Regions from separate parts of the Mus musculus genome. Here region 1 is linked to region 2. A link is a contact called in public HiChIP or PLAC-seq data. All regions are on one chromosome and are shown on one strand. The core of a region is the stretch at or near the end of the contact, and the rest is flanking DNA. Distances in the headings are between cores, read along the strand shown. Region 1 overlaps Tango6 (transport and golgi organization 6). Region 2 overlaps Tango6 (transport and golgi organization 6).

The links. HiChIP or PLAC-seq counts read pairs in DNA pulled down with a chosen protein or histone mark.
Region 1: a contact with region 2 is called in an HNF4G HiChIP or PLAC-seq map of pancreatic cancer cells. The contact joins two enhancer-like sites. A contact is called at or near these places in 2 of 484 Hi-C or Micro-C datasets (the 4T1 cell line and nephron progenitors) and 3 of 115 datasets of contacts at active chromatin or transcription factors (embryonic stem cells, kidney and pancreatic cancer cells).

What each region holds. Positions count from the first base shown.
Region 1 is chr8:106,818,313-106,822,523 of GRCm38.p6, reverse strand. It overlaps Tango6 (transport and golgi organization 6), which reads right to left. Exons shown (of 18, transcript NM_173037.1): 17 at 3,955-4,068. Among named protein-coding and RNA genes, the nearest start is that of Gm34197, 27 kb to the left of the region's middle. Within about 2 kb of position 2,668, at least 59 of the 459 cell types and tissues checked have an H3K27ac peak or open chromatin away from gene starts, as enhancers often do. A contact at or near this core is called in pancreatic cancer cells, where this site is marked.
Region 2 is chr8:106,752,166-106,756,191 of GRCm38.p6, reverse strand. All of the region lies in intron 14 of Tango6 (transport and golgi organization 6), which reads right to left. Among named protein-coding and RNA genes, the nearest start is that of Tango6, 71 kb to the right of the region's middle. Within about 2 kb of position 2,686, at least 11 of the 459 cell types and tissues checked have an H3K27ac peak or open chromatin away from gene starts, as enhancers often do. A contact at or near this core is called in pancreatic cancer cells, where this site is marked.

The DNA of each region.
Region 1 (4,211 bases), core at 1,419-3,918, 66 kb before region 2:
CTGCCTGCTCCCTCTCTCAGGCAGGTCGCTCACTGTATCACACAGACTGTGTGGCTGCTCTGGGAAGCAGTGCCAGCGTCACAGGACAGTGCCCAACGTCCACTGCCCTAATTACTGTTTTTGGAATAAATTTATGAATGTGTATATTCTAGACTACTGCATAGAACGAGCAAGTCCCTGGGCAGAGATCAAACATGGGAAGAGGGTGGGAGTCACGTGCCACCTCTTTACCCTGTTGCCCAGCTCGCTCTTTCTGTGTCAAGAAGGCTGTTCTTACCTCTGAAAGCAACACTAGTTACAGGTCCGAACAGGCCATGCCGCCTCTCCTGGGTATTCTTAGCAAATTTATCCTTCAATAAGGTTAGGTAGATAGGAGTTTAAAGAAGGTAACTTCTGGCTTATTAACTGTCATGCTGTAAATTAAATAGATACCATCTAAAGCTAAAACAAAGTTAAGAAGAGACCCATCTTCCCCCCTATGAGAAAGTGCATACAGATTTTGGGTTGACTGCCACAAAACAAAACTCTGGCTACTTTCAAATGGGAATGAGCTAAAAACTGCCTCGTGAACTAAGAGCAGTGGTGGCTTCCCTCTTTATCCTGCTCTATCCCTCTCCCTCCCTGTCCAGATGCCATCACCACAGGTTCTGGGCTTCACATCCATGAGCAACAGATGAAACCCAGCATTGTCTTCTGGCTGTAGCTGTAGAGACAGTGATGGAGCGGGACAGAACAGAAAATACACAACTTCACCAACAGAGCAGGGTTTTCACTTCAGCTGTTCCTGGGGGGCAAAACAGCTCCAAGGAGAAATGTCAGCGTGAGCTCTGGCCAGTGTCTCCACTCATTACAGCGCCCCGGGTGTAATCACACCACGCTTACAAGATTCCACACACCTGGTCTCAGGGATGCAGTGGGGAGACAGTCTTTCCGTCCTCCTTCCTTTCCTTCACTCACTGCGTAAGCACAACCTATAAGTTTCAGTGAGTGCGAGTAGAATGAGGCTTGGAGAACAGGAGAGGCATTTCCTGTCTACACCACATTTTGAAAGTGACAAAGATCTGCAAGACCACAGGCTGATTCCTGTTCGACGAGGTAGAGTGCTGCTTCCATTAGCTAGTTACAGACGAGAGACACCAGGATAATGTTTCCGTTCATTTCCCTTCCTGTAACCCATGTCAGTCTTGACCTTGCCATGTAGCCAGCGCAGCCACCTGATCCTCCTGCTCTCAACCCCTGAGTGCCAGGATCACAGGCACACGACAGCACAGCTGGCTTGGAGTTTCCGCTTCATCTTTCACTGTGCAAGCCCATCATTTCTCTCTAACTCACACACACATACACATTCTCCTTTGTGTGTGTTCATGTGTGCATACTGTAACTCACACTTGCTAAGGATTCATGAACTAACAGAATTTTTTCTTTTTGGGCCTTAGGGGTCAAAATCAGGGCCTTTAACCACGAAGTATGAGGTTTCCAAGTAAGCTACACTCCACAGCTAGAGTCTCAGAGATCCGCTTCATTGAATGCATGCGGCCCAGGAGCTCCTGTTCTGTAGCAGACAATGAACTTTAACCCCTGTCCCTCCTGCTTCTAGCTTCCAAGTTTTGGGATTACGAGGGTAAACCAACACACTGAGCTTAGATTTCTCCTTACAAAGCTGTAACTTAATATTAAATATATTTTATTATTTATTTGTGTGTAGATGTGTATCTGTGTGTGCCTGAGGTCAGATATATATCCTACTGGCTGAAGCTGGAGTTACAGGAAGCAGGGTGCTGACTAATATGGGTACTGGAAATGAAACTTGGGCCCTATGCAAGAACAGCGCATGATCTTAACTACTGAGCCATGTGTCCAGCCTTTAAACCGACTTTTATTGTTAATTAATTTTAGGCTTATAGAAGATTTTAATATAGAGTCCCGATATTCCCCTCACCCCATCTTCCCAGTTATTAGCAATTTATATGAATAGTGATATTGAGTAGGGACATAGTTTAGTGCAGACTAGAACATGTAAATCAACCCCTGGCCCCAAAAGGAAAAAAAAAACAGCAACAAGAACAACACGGGGACCATGATATATTTGCCAAAAGCTTCACAAGTTGTGTTGTGCTTGAGGTAGGCTCTTGCTCTGTAGCCCAGGCTATCCTTAAACTCATGATCCACCGGCCTTGCTTCCTAAATGCTGGATTTTAAATATCTGACACTAAGCCTAGCCTAAGTTGTTTCTTGAGTGGTTGGTGATTGAGTCTAGGGCTTTTCCTGTGCTGAGTGCTGGGCAGGTGCTAGACCGCTGAGCTACATCCCAGCCCTGTGGATCTTAACTAAGACAGAAAACAGCAAACCTTTCTTTTTCTTTTCTCTTGTATTGTATTGCATTGTATTGTTTTGAGACAGGGTTTCTCTGTGTGGCCTTGGCTGCTCTGCAGACCAGGCTAGCCTGGAACTCAGAGATCCACCTGCCTCTGCCCCTTGGTGCTACAATTAAAGGCGTGCACCACCACCCACCTAACACAGATGTTTCTTAATTCTCATGTGTACAACAGGTTTTCCATAAGAGCTGTGTTTTGTTGAGAATTTATAATTCATTTAATTCTATGAATTGTCAGGTCATGGTGCACGCGTCCCTGAGAACTCCATCACTGCACACTGCTCCTCTAGAGAAGCTTGGTGACTCAGCCAGACCCTTCTCCCCACGTCCTTTGAGTCACTATTAGCCACAGTCCCAATATCCATTTCCTGCCTTCCTTTTTGCTAACTAAACTTTGATTCTGTTCCAAGCAGAAATGTGCCAGCTAACTGCAACATGGAGATACCTTACAGTGGGGAGTGGTTAGGTGAGCATTCTGGCTAATGAATAAAACAAAAGTAAGTTGGGGTGGGGTAGGGGTGGTGATTCTAGGAAACTGCCCCCCCCCCCAAAGGGTGTAAATGTGCCTAGAACTGTCTCTCCTGCTATCCTTGGTTCCTGAGACTTGACAAAAACAGATCCTTACTTGTTGAGGCCACGATAGTCAGGCTTTTAAAACAAGTTCATGCCACATGAGCTCATTCAGGCCAACCCGCACCACAGACAGGGCGCATGAGAAGGCGGGCAGGCAGAGAGGCGCAGCTGAGGGTGACGATCAGGGAAGTGGCCCTTTGGAAGTTCAGCTGCCGGGCTGAACAATGGCAAGGAGGTACTGATGGAGGAAGCATGGCTGTGTGAGGTGGGAAGAGGGTGACTGAGAGTGCCTACATGTACAAACAGGCCTCCGCAACCTGACACGGTAACTATAAGCATGAATAAAGCTGTTCTGTGTGGCAGAACAATCACTCTCACAATGGCTTCCTGGAGGTTTGGTTAAATACTGATGTGCAGGCCACAGATGAGTCTGTGTGTGCCAGCAAGTGAATTATTAATGCAGGCTCTATCTGAAATCAGCTGGGAAGGCGGTTCCATTAGAAGCAAGAAAGAAATTAATTTGAGGTCACTTGATCTAGGCACACATTCGGATGCATAAACTTTCTTCCTATATTAGCTATACACCAGGGAGAGGTCCAATCAAACCCCCTGAAGGAAGAAAAAAGTGCCACAGTGGAAGTATGGACTGAAGTCAGGCCTGGCAAGGAAGCCAGTCTCTGACATGAAGCCTCTTGTGCCTAAGCATGAACAACGGAGTGAGTCAGAAATACCACTCACCAGAGTTCAGACTGCAGAGCACGGTGACTGCACTCCAAGCTCACCTTGGAACCTGCCCCGCGAGAGTGCCAGGACTCAGGGCCTCGGTAAGCCTGTGTGGTTTTCCTGAGTCAGTTACCGTGCAACTCTAATGCACTGCAGAGACTCTAGCTGGAGATGCAAATGATGAAAACTCTGTTGACCAGCTCATATCTAAGAAAAGGGTTGAGCTGGACCTGTACAAGAAGACTGGATATCAGGACAACGGAAGGAAGGGGAGGCGGGCTTACCTCTGTTGCTTTCTGGCTGAGTCCCCGAAGCAGCAGCACAACTACGTGGACTGCAGCTCTGCGCACTTGAACATCATTGTCTGTCTTAGCCACAGCAATCAGGCAGGCTGTCACCTAGGAGGGAGATGGGAGAAGTCAAGAGGAATCAGGGTTGCATAATTACCTACAGGCCTCCAACTGTCTCTCTCAGTCACAGTCCTCAGGAGCAGTCTGGCACTTGGGAGGCAGAGGCAGGTGGATTTCAGAGTTCAAGGCCA
Region 2 (4,026 bases), core at 1,437-3,936:
CTTTCACAAATGTATTGATGCCAAGGCCTTGGAACTGGGGAGTCCTGAAAAAGATGAGTTCAGCCTCTCGCTCTCCACACTTCCCTGTCTCTGGTCCTCAGACCCCACCTTCTGCCATAGGATGGTGCAGCACCCAGGTCCTGCCCACTTATTGCCTTCAGACAATCAACTGACTCTCAACTTTACAGAACTGTAGGAAAATAGCCTCTGTCCTTTATAAGTAAATACCAGGCTCAGGTATTGTTACAGTAGTACAAAACAGATGACCATATAGATCTGAAGCCTTCCCAGATGCTCCTAAGCGATGACAATAGCTGTTGTACCAAGAGCCAGTGAGCACTGAGAAAAAGGGAAGGAGAGCAAGTGGAGTGAGGGAGCGAGATGAGTCTCAAAGATCCAGAGAGAACCTCAAAAGTCGCACCCTACATTGTCAAACGGGCAGATGAAGACAAAAGCAAGGAATCATGAGATCGGCACGCTTATATAGAGCTGGTTTATGACAGAACCGCTGCCCGCAGGCAGCTGGGCTCCTGTAGTAGAGAGCATGGCGAGACTCAGCTGGGGCTGAGGCATCCTCAGCACTGTGGCTCTCACAAGCTTTGCCTCTGGCACATGGCTTTTAGAACCAAAGAGACTTATTTTCAAATCCTCGTCCTGTCACTTAGTATCCATGTCACTTTGGGCCAGGTAGTTAACATCTTTGAGCCTCAATTCCCTCATTCTGAAACCTGCAGGGTTGCTATGATTGACAGGCACTCAGTAGGTGGTAACTTTACACAACCTACTGCCATCTCTCTGACATGACAATTATCGGGGCAATCTTGAAAAGTGCAAGTGATTGTGAAGTGGCTATTATTCTCTTCTTTATAGATAACAGTACCAATCTGCTAAGTTCTCTGATATAAATCTGAATATTGGTTTTTGACTGACAGAAGAAACCACTGGTCAGGAAGTCTAAAAATAAAGCTACTATGAAACTTAAGTATTTGAAATACCCCCAGCCCCCAGTGTGAAAGAGGGGGTGTAGGCATCATGTAGACCTTGAGAACAATAATAAGATGAAGTACAAAAGATTAGGAATCTTCAAAAACTCTGGTTCCAGCTCCACACTCCTCTAGCTTTTGTGAGTACCAGCAAACCTTCATTTAAGAAGTTGTTAGGGCCTGATATAGCTGTCTCTTGTGAGGCTATGCTGGTGCCTGGCAAGCACAGAAGTGGATGCTCACAATCAGCTATTGGATGGAACACAGGGCCCCCAATGGAGGAGCTAGAGAAAGTACCCAAGGAGCTGAAGGGGTCTGCAACCCTGAGGGTGGAACAACAATATGAACTAACCAGTACCCCCAGAGCTCGTGTCTTTAGCTGCATATGTAGCAGAAGATGGCCTAGTCGGCCATCATTGGGAAGAGAGGCCCCTTGTTCTTGCAAACTTTATATGCCCCAGTATAAACAGGGGAACACCAGGGCCAAGAAGTGGGAGTGGATGGGTAGGGGAGCAGGGGGGAGAGGGTATAGGGGACTTTCGGGATAGCATTTGAATTGTAAATAAAGAAAATACCCAGTAAAAAATTGGAAAAAGAAAAAAAAAAGTTGTTAGGGGCTGGTGAGATGACTCAATGGGTAAGAGCACTGACTGCTCTTCCAAAGGTCCTGAGTTCAAATCCCAGCAACCACATGGTGGCTTACAACCATCCATAATGAGATCTGATGCCCTCTTCTGATGTGTCTAAAGACAGCTACAGTGTACTTACATATTATAATAATAATGATGATAATAATAATAAATATATATAATTACATATATAGAAGAAGAAGAAGTTGTTATTGTTGTTGTTGTTGTTGTTGTTAGAGAGCCAGGCATGATGGTGTACGTCTTTAATTTCAGAACTAGGAAGGTAGAGGCAGGTGGATCTCTGTAAGTTTAAGGCCAGGCAGGTCTACATAGTGAGTTCCTTGCTAGCCAAGGCTAAATATAGTGTCTGCCTTTAAAAAAACAAAAAAACAAAAACAAAAACAAAAAATAATTGGTAGAGTGCTTGCCTAGCCATGGTTCACTCCTGAGCAACACATAAACCAAGCTGACATGGGGACATATGCCTGGAATCCTAGCACTAGGGAGGAGGAGGGAGGAGTCAGAAGTTCAAGGCCATCCTTGAACTTCAAGTCTAAGGTCAGAAGAGAGTCCATAAGGCTCTGTCAAAAAAAAAAAAAAAGTAGACAGACGGACAGACAGACAGATGAGTGATAGATATATAGACAGATGATAGATAGATAAAACTATAATGCTTTCTTATATTTCAGGATGACTGATAGAATCCAATGTTTTTATCCATGTTATTTATTAACAACGATCAAAAAGTGGAAACAACTCAGCTGTCCAGCAGCCACCGCAGGAGACAAATGTGGCTGTTCAGCAGCTGACTAATTCAGTGCCCGAGTAAACACTGGGAATCACTGACGTCTGTCAGCACTCTGCTTCCCTTTTATTTGTTTTGTTCTGTTTTAGGGGCTTTATTTGTTTTGTTGTTGTTTATTTGTTTCTCTGTGTAGCCCTGACTGTCCTGACACTTACTATGAAGACCAAGCTGTCCTCAGAGATTCCCCACCTCTGTGACAGAGTACAGTCATGTGCTATCACTATCTGGCTACTCCTTTTTTTTTAGGCTAACAACAAGGGGGGGCTGGAGAGATGGCTCAACTGTTAAAAGCACTGGCTGCTCTGACAGAGGATCCACAATCACTTCCCAGAACCCACATGGTTACCCACAATTGCCTGAAACTTCAGTTCCAGAGGGTCTAGTGCTCTTCTGGCCTCTGCAGACATACATATGATGCACCAACATACATACATACATACATACATACATACATACATACATACATAAGAAAAAACATACATACATAAAAAAAACACCCACACACATAAGTAAAAACTAAAGCAAACAACAGGATCAATTTCTACTATTATTTGAAAAATTCTAAACAACCTATGAATCCTAGGAGGCAAAGAGCAATCTCTCAGGCCCAGAAGATGGGAGATGGGGGGTGCTCACTACCACATGTGACGAACTGACTTAGCCTAGAACCAATCCACTGGACGGCAAGAGAGAACAGGCTCTCTCTTACAGATTGTGTATACACACACACACACACACACACACACACACACTTGCATGTATATTCTTTCTCTCTCTCTCTCTCTCTCTCTCTCCCTCTCCCTCTCCCTCTCTCTCTCTCTCTCTCTCTCTCTCTCTCTCTCTCTCTCTTTCTCTCTCTCTCTCTCTCTCACACACACACACACACACACACAGGCACAACACACATATACACATGCACAGAGAGAGAGATAATGTTAAAGATACAAACAACTCAGCTGTTTATCAACTGATGAAAAAATAATTTATAAAAAGGAATTAGCCGGGCTGGTGAGATGGCTCAGTGGGTAAGAGCACCCGACTGCTCTTCCGAAGGTCCAGAGTTCAAATCCCAGCAACCACATGGTGGCTCACAACCCTCCGTAACGAGATCTGACGCCCTCTTCTGGAGTGTCTGAAGAGTTTCCCAGTGTTTACTCGGGCACTGAATTAGTCAGCTGCTGAACAGTCACATTTGTCTCCTGCGGTGGCTGCTGGACAGCTGAGTTGTTTCCACTTTTTGATCGTTGTTAATAAATAACATGGATAAAAACATTGAAGCTACAGTGTACTTACAGTGTACTTATTTATAACCAATAAATAAATCTTTAAAAAAAAGGAATTAGCCATGTTATAGTCAGGAAGAACTTTAAAAAATAATTCTCTATGGAAAGAAAAAACAGGGGTCTGACTCCATTGCCATATGACTCCATTTATGTGACTGTCTAGATAAGGCAATTACTGAGACAAAACGTAGCTCAGGGGTGATGAGTTTTTGTTTTTTATTTAATTAGTTATTTTCTTTATTTACATCTCAAATGCTACCCTGAAAGTTTCCTATACCCTTCTCTCGCCCTGCTCCTCTACCCACCCACTCCCACTTTGGCCCTGG